Linked DNA regions of Mus musculus: region 1 is linked to region 2. A link is a contact called in public promoter capture Hi-C data. All regions are on one chromosome and are shown on one strand. Each heading gives the region's core, a stretch centred on a gene start, on an enhancer-like site or on the middle of the called end of the contact. The rest is flanking DNA. Distances are from core to core; before and after follow the strand shown. Region 1 overlaps Rnf169 (ring finger protein 169). Region 2 overlaps Uvrag (UV radiation resistance associated gene).

Region 1 (3,445 bases), core at 10-2,509, 940 kb before region 2:
TTGATGGAGCCTTGCTGTTTAGGGCTGAGTATTCCAGGCTCTCTTATTCTCTGCATAATGTCTGGTCATGGTCTCTGTGTTTGGCCCATTTGCTGCAGGAGGGAGCCTTTTTGCTGATGGCTGAGCAAGGCAGTAGTGTTTGATTTTACCCTAGGTCGTGGGCTATAATAATTTCCTATGTCCTTTGTCTGTTAGAGGTGTGTGTGTGTGTGTGTGTGTGTGTGTGTGTGTATTTTAGTATGTGAGAGCACAGAATCTGATTTCCAGGGTTTCAATCATGTTTTTCATACACTACTGGGACACAGGCAAATTATACTCTCTGTACCTCAGTTTCCTTCTTTGGAAAATGGTGATAAAGGCGCATTACAGAGACATTATGATGAGTGAGTTAGGCATGGGCCTGGCATATCCTATATTTGGCTCCTATTAAAGGATGGTTTATTTTAACCTGGTAAGGGTGGACGGTTGAGAGCATTTCAGGCATAGATGTGGGACAGAATGTGGTTTAGCCAGGAGCCATAAACTGTAAGGAAGGAGTGAGGTGATGTAAAACTGCGGAGGTGGCAGAGACTGTGCCCCGTGACTGACTCTTACACTGTATTGAAATATAAGTGGTGTGGAACCAGCTCTGGTAGTTAGAGACAATTATCCCTTATGTTTGAAGAGAGTGCAACACTCTCTAGTTAAACATTTTGTGGTAGATATTAATTTAGCCATGTATTTGAATGGTGGTAAATAACTCACCAAACACGTTTACAGCTTACAACCTTTTAGAATCATCGTTTTATGTCATGTCTGTAGTTTTGAGATGTGGTTGTAATATTGTAAAATTACAAATGACAAATTACAAGGACAAATGGCTAGTCAGAATATTCACATTAAGACATAATAGGTTTTAAGACTCAAGAAATCCAAAATTCTCCTTGAACTAGTGTTAACTAGTAAGCTGGATTGTTTTTTCAATGCCCCAAAAGCAGAGAAGAAATCATTGCTAGAGCATTGCAATGCATGTTAGAGCACTGGTTTAATGCAAAGACTAAATTTTTCAAAACTACTAAGTATCTGGATTTCTGTAACTAATTTCTACCACCAAATAGGGAGTTAGAGATAGTGTTAAAAAAAAAAAAGAAATCCAAAATTCTCTTTTGTTCTGCTACCTTCATAAGAAATTAAACTTTGTGAGAGGGGACACTCAGGCATGTTCAGGGACTAGCGGACAGTTGACTTTGGCCTTTGGAATTGGTAAGCTAGCATCTTCCAGTAGAGTAGAGTAGGGTTCTTTTTTTCTAATACTGCATTGAAGGAATAGAGAGATGGTTCCATGGTTAAGAGCACTGGTCTCTTACAGAGGATTCAGGTTCACTTCTGAGCACCCACATGGCGGCTCACTATTGTCTGTGATTCCCATTTCAGAGGATCCAGTGTCCTCTTCTGGCCTCCACAAGCAGATGCATGGTGCACAGATAGACGTGCAAACAGAACATCCATGCACAGTAAATAAAAATAAAAAAGTCTACATTGAATGTGGGTGTTTGGGGCAAGTAGCAGAATGCCTGGTAGTTCATTAACTAATCACTGGTCACCCTGCCCAGAGAATCCATTTTAAGAAGGACCTTTAAGGATGTTTTTCTGTTCTTAGAATGTACATTGGACTAAAGACCTGTGCTTAGGTTACTGACCACAGGTGTGTATCTTTCTTAAGGCACCTTCCTTGTTCCTTGGGAGTTTCTCTTCCTGATATGCAGAGTCAGAGGGCAGGCATCAGGAAATTCTGTCAGCCTGGATTCCTCTATGAATGGGGATATTCTGTGCTCTCATGCATCCAGAGCCACGTCTAGCACTTTCTGCAAGGGAGGGAAGTGTGAGCATTTCTTGTGTTACTAAGACATTTGGGAATCATTGAACAGTTGGTTGATGTTTTCCTAGATAGGCACTTTTAACCAACGAAGCTACAAGGCCCCATGGGATTGGTAGATTTTTTTTTTCTTTAAACTAACTGCTCTGAACAAGGAAGGGCTGTGTTGCTTTTCCTGTTGGCCTGGACATCTTGTTCCTCTGCTTATGATAGCGTTGCTGGCATTTCAACCTCAAGTTCCTCTTTTGGGGTAGAGGAAGCTGACATATAATCCTAAGAAGGTTAGGGAAGTGAGGGAAAATTAAGTAAAATCCCACATCAGCAGATACAAACTATCTTACAAATCATGGAGCCAAATGGTTCTACCCACTGATAATGTTAAGTGTCTGCTACACTATTCAGCTGTGAAAGATTGATTTGAAAGAGGAGCTTTTGGGCCAACAAGAGGGCTCAGCAGGCCAGATGCATACTGTGAGCCCTGGCCACCTGAGTTCAACGCCCGTGGCCCTTGTGGAGGAAAGAGTGCTGACTGCCCAGGCTGTTCGTTAACCTCGATGCACACAGTGGCAAGCACCCACCTCCTGTCAGCTAATAAACATACGGTCAGAAGTGGGAAGGGGAGCTTTCATTTCTGGCCTTTGCTTGGTCTGTTTTCTTCACACTCATCCAGGCAGATTGAAGTGCCGCACTTCAGAGTTTCAGAACTGTGACTTTGATGTTATAACTATGCTAAGCCAAATAGCATTTTACCTGTAAGATTGAACTGTAGTGGAATTTTACAGACTTCAGAAGAATATAGACTAGGAAATAAGAGTGAATTAAAAGTTGATGCTGAGCTGGGCATGGTGGCGCACGCCTTTGATCCCAGCACTCGGGAGGCAGAGGCAGAGACAGGCGGATTTCTGAGTTCAAGGTCAGCCTGGTCTACAGAGTGAGTTCCAGGACAGCCAGGGCTACACAACGAAACCCTGTCTCGAAAAACCAAAACCAAAACCAACCAAACAAAAAAAGTTGATGCTGAATCAACTATAGATGTGCTTATTGCTGTCATTTCTCAGATACAAACTGAGACAAAGAATTTTTAAAGCTAGGCATTTAGTAGTGCATATTTGTAATATCAGCATTCAGAAGTCTGAGGCAGGAAGATCTTGAGGTTAGCTTGTGCTGCACAATGTGTGTGCACGTGTGCATGTGCATCTGTGTGTCTGTTGTCTGTGTCTGTCTGTCTGTACCCAATCACCACCCACACGCAATAGGAGCACTTACAGGACTCAGCAGATAGTTGAACTCATAGCTGTGATCTAGGACATTGAAATAATACTGAGCAAAATAAAAAAATAATACTGAGGAAACATTTTGTGGAACAAAGTCTGGAGGAAGTTAGGTTCAGGCTTCCAGAGTTTTCCCTGAGTGGAGGCATGCAAGATGTGTATTACTCCCCCAGCAAAGAAAGAAGAACACTGTGTACATGTTGTCACCAGAGAACCTTGCTGGAGACCTAGTGCCTAGAGTTGATCACATACCCTTTCTGCTGTGCGTGTGCCAAGACTTCATATTCATAGCAGATAAGCAGGTAGTTCTAGAATCAGT
Region 2 (3,911 bases), core at 1,181-3,680:
TAGTTCTCGCTGGTCGTCACCTGGGCCTACTTCAGCTCCAGAGAGGCTGCTCTAGGTCCTTGCCCAGGGCCCTACCCCACAGGTCCTGTCATGCTTTAAGCCCCGTCTTTCAGGAAGAGCTAGTCACTTTAAGAGCTTACCTGATGAGGTCAGACCTAGCGAGTGTATTAGTGTGGGCTGCCACAAGATTCCAGAGTCTGGGTGGCTTTAACAGAAATGTGTTTTCTCATAGATCTGAAAGCAGGAAGTCTGAGATCAGAGTGCCCACATCTCAATGTGTGGGGAGGCCGTCTTTCCTGGCCTGCAGATGGCTGCCTTCTCACAGTGTCCTCCCATAGCCTTTTTTCTAGGCCCGAGAGGGACAGTTCTTCTAGGGCAGTGGTTTTCAACCTTCCTAGTGCTGCAACCTTCAGATACAGTTCCTCGTGTTGTGGTGACCCCAACCATAAAATTATTTTCATTGCTACTTCCTAGCTGAGATTTTACTACTGTTATGGGTTATAGTGTAAATATGTTTTCCAGTGGTCTTAGCCCCCGTGAAAGGGTTGTTCAACCCCCTAAGGGGTTGTGACACACAGGATGAAAACCACTGGTCTAGGGCCACCAATTCTATTGTATTAGGATCCCAACCATATGACCCCATTTAACCTTAGCTTGTAAAAGCCTTATGTATTTATTTGGGAAGTTAATACCTTAACACATGGAAGTGAGCAGGCAAGATTCAGTTTTAGTATCTTGATAATCTTTTTGACTAATTCAAAATCTACAGGGAACTGTGTTATAACTTCGTAATGCCTCCAGACTCCTTCATTGTATAAAAGAACAAATCTGCTAGAAGTGTAACAAAACAAATTTTTGCTTATTTTGCTTATTTCCTGTTGTCAGTTCACTGCCTAGCACAGCAAATCTAAATGAATGTTTATTTGTTCAATAGAATTATTAAGTAAATAAGTGTATGATGTTCCAGATACAATTATTTTAAAATTGTAACTCAGAACTGACCTTAAATTTGTGATTCTCCTGCCTTGGCCTCCTAAGTTCTGGAATGAGAAGGATGTGCCGCCACGCATACCTCTTCTCTCTTTTTAAATGGACAGATAGGCTACCTTTAATCAAAAAGCTTATCTAACCATGCCTTTTTAGAGCCCGTGAACACTCGGTGCTAGTACAGAGTCTCTCACTGTTGTCCCTCCTGGTGACTGATACACAGAGGCCTGAACGTCTCTTGAACCTCATTCTGGTGCTGTGATCTTGCGTGACTACTGTTGAGATGCGTGTTTTGGATATTCTGACAGCAGTGTTCATTTGGACGGAGGAGGCTGTGGGCTGTCTGTGGAGCAGAGTGAGCACTGAGAGGCCTGGGCAGTGTGCTGTGTGGCAGTCAGCTCTGTAGCATGGTGATTGCCATCTGTTCTGGACGCGTGATAGAAATGCATAGTGTAAAACATCGATAGGCTGTAACCCTTCTACTTACCAGGAAAGAACATTTTTTAAAAACTGATGGGTAATGTTAACATGACTAGACGTATATATATAGTGTGAGAGATGTCACAGTTGTGAAAGGGACAGCTGACCATAACCCTTAGAGGCCTGGAGAACATAGGTTTGTACTTACCAGAGAAGGGAGAAAGTGGCTTGGGTCTGGCTGTACGAGGCAACACTAATACTTATTTATTCATTTATTCATCTGTCTGTCTATCTGATTTTTGGAAACAGGGTTTCTCTATGTAGCTCTGGCTAAACTGGACTTGCTCTGTAGACCAGGCTGGACTCAGAGATTTGAGTGCCTCTGCCTCCTGCATGTGCCACTACTGCCACAGCACTAACATTTTAAGCTATGAGTTTGTAGCTTGTGATATTTCTAGTTGTCTTTAAGAAAATTTAATCCCAGGCAGAGTCAAAAAGCCTCTGTAATCGCTGTCTAAATGAGAACCTTAAACTCTCTTCTGGCCTATGAGAGGAAAGCCCTGGAGTCTAGACTGTTGCTGGCAGGAAAGCCTGAGGTCTTCTGTGCTCGCTATGAAGATTGCCGACAGGTGGCACAGGTGACCGGGGTACTGGGTCTGCAGGACAGATGGGCCACCGTGAGGAGCTCAGCACTGAAATGGGGGTGCCTCAGGGAATGCGATTGAGAAAAGCAAGAGCTGACATGGAAAACCAGCCAGGGGCTTGTTAGCTGGGTGAGAGGATGATTATGGCTGTTGTTTCTCGGTGAATAGATTAGAAATGATCTTTTAAATCAGCCCCTTACTGCTAAATTTGTTGACACTATCCAGACTTCAGGCTCCTAGATTCGGAGACAGTGGTCACTGCTTCCCGGAGTGTCTCTAACTGCTGTGACATCAACTCTTGCAGCTGTCCTGGTCTCTGCATAGTCTCACTTTGGGGTTTTTTGTTTCTTCTTTTCTAATTCCTCCAGTATTGACGTTCCACTGAAATCTGTTCTAGGCTCTGCTCTCTCTCATCCTCACAGTCTTACTGGGTGACCTCATTCACTCTGCTCGTGTTAGTGATGTTATGAAATGTTGTAATGTTTCATAACATTATTAGCATCTGTGTGCTAATGATTGCCACATTTTTATCCCCGGCCAAGGTCTATCTCCCAGCACCCGTCTCCATACCGAACAAATACCCCACTCTACTACAGATATGGCATCGGCACCCCTGTCTCAAGTAGAACTTCCTGAGTGGTTCTTCTTATGCTCCCACACAATGGCAGCACTTTTGTCTTGTCCTCTCCTGTGATGTGATAAATGTGTCTGTGTCATCGTCATTCAGATCACAGCACAAGATTCCTTTATTATTCAGAAAGTCCCCTCATCCTCTGCCAGGCACTCTGATATGGTGTTCCAGCTCCTGGCTGAGCTAGTTGTTTGCCAGGTTTTCCAGGTCTTCAGCTCGCTCTCTCTCTCTCTCTCTCTCTCTCTCTCCCTCTCTCTCTCTCTCTCTCTCTCTCTCTGTATATGTGTGTGTGTGCGCGCGCTGCCTGCCACCATGCTTCCTCTACTTACTATGGACTCACCCTCTGGAAGGGTAAGGCAAAATAAACCCTTCCCTCCTGTAGTTGCCTTTGGGCATGGCATTTCATCTCAGCTACAGAAAAGTAGCTAGTACAACCTTTGACAGGATTAGTAGCCAGAACATACAAAGAAGGTAAACAACTAACATGGAATCAAAACAACCCAGGTAATAAATGGGCTAATGAAACACCTTTTGAGACAATTCTCAAAAGATGAAATACAATTGGCCAGTAAACCTAAGGAAAAAAGGTTCAACTTCACTAGAATACAAATCAGAACCACCAAAATTCCATGCTAGCTGAGTCATTGAGATAGTCATCGAGAAAACAGTTAACAATGTGTTGGCAAGGATGCCAGCAAAAGAGAAACCCACACACTGCTGGCAGAAGTGTGCTAGTCCAGCACTATGGAAGGCACTATAAGTAGATCTTCCATATGACACAGATAAACCACTTATGGGCATCTAGCCAAAGGTCCAAGCCGGGATATCCAGAGATCACTGTTGCACAGGCCTGCAGTTCTGTTCACAGTAGCTAAGTAGTGGAGCCAGCCTGCGTGCTCAACAATGGAGGGATGGATTAAGAAAATATATGTGTACAATTTAATTGATTTTGATCATAAAGAGGAAAATGGAATCAATGGAAGAGAATCGTATTAAGCCTGTTTAAGCCAATCCCATAACGATGAAATATATGCTTTCTAGATTTTATATAGAAACATAAAAGCATGTTGATATATATGATGTGAAATAGGAGATGAGCTGTCTGGGGTCAGGGTAGTAGTGACAGGGAGGAGACTGATGCTCAGGGTCTTAGTTTGGGTTATTGCTTTGATGAAACACCATGGAAAGGGTTTATTTGGCTTACACTTCTTCATCATGGTCCACTATTG

Evidence for each region. Capture Hi-C pulls out chosen DNA fragments and counts their contacts.
Region 1: a promoter capture Hi-C map of adipose tissue shows a contact between it and region 2. The contact joins two enhancer-like sites. A contact is called at or near these places in 1 of 115 datasets of contacts at active chromatin or transcription factors (pancreatic cancer cells) and 1 of 9 other capture datasets (adipose tissue).

What each region holds. Positions count from the first base shown.
Region 1 is chr7:99,961,670-99,965,114 of GRCm38.p6, reverse strand. The region is part of intron 1 of Rnf169 (ring finger protein 169); the gene reads left to right. Among named protein-coding and RNA genes, the nearest start is that of Rnf169, 17 kb to the left of the region's middle. Within about 2 kb of position 1,259, at least 107 of the 459 cell types and tissues checked have an H3K27ac peak or open chromatin away from gene starts, as enhancers often do. A contact at or near this core is called in adipose tissue, where this site is marked.
Region 2 is chr7:99,023,605-99,027,515 of GRCm38.p6, reverse strand. The region is part of intron 6 of Uvrag (UV radiation resistance associated gene); the gene reads left to right. Among named protein-coding and RNA genes, the nearest start is that of Uvrag, 120 kb to the left of the region's middle. Within about 2 kb of position 2,430, at least 48 of the 459 cell types and tissues checked have an H3K27ac peak or open chromatin away from gene starts, as enhancers often do. A contact at or near this core is called in adipose tissue, where this site is marked.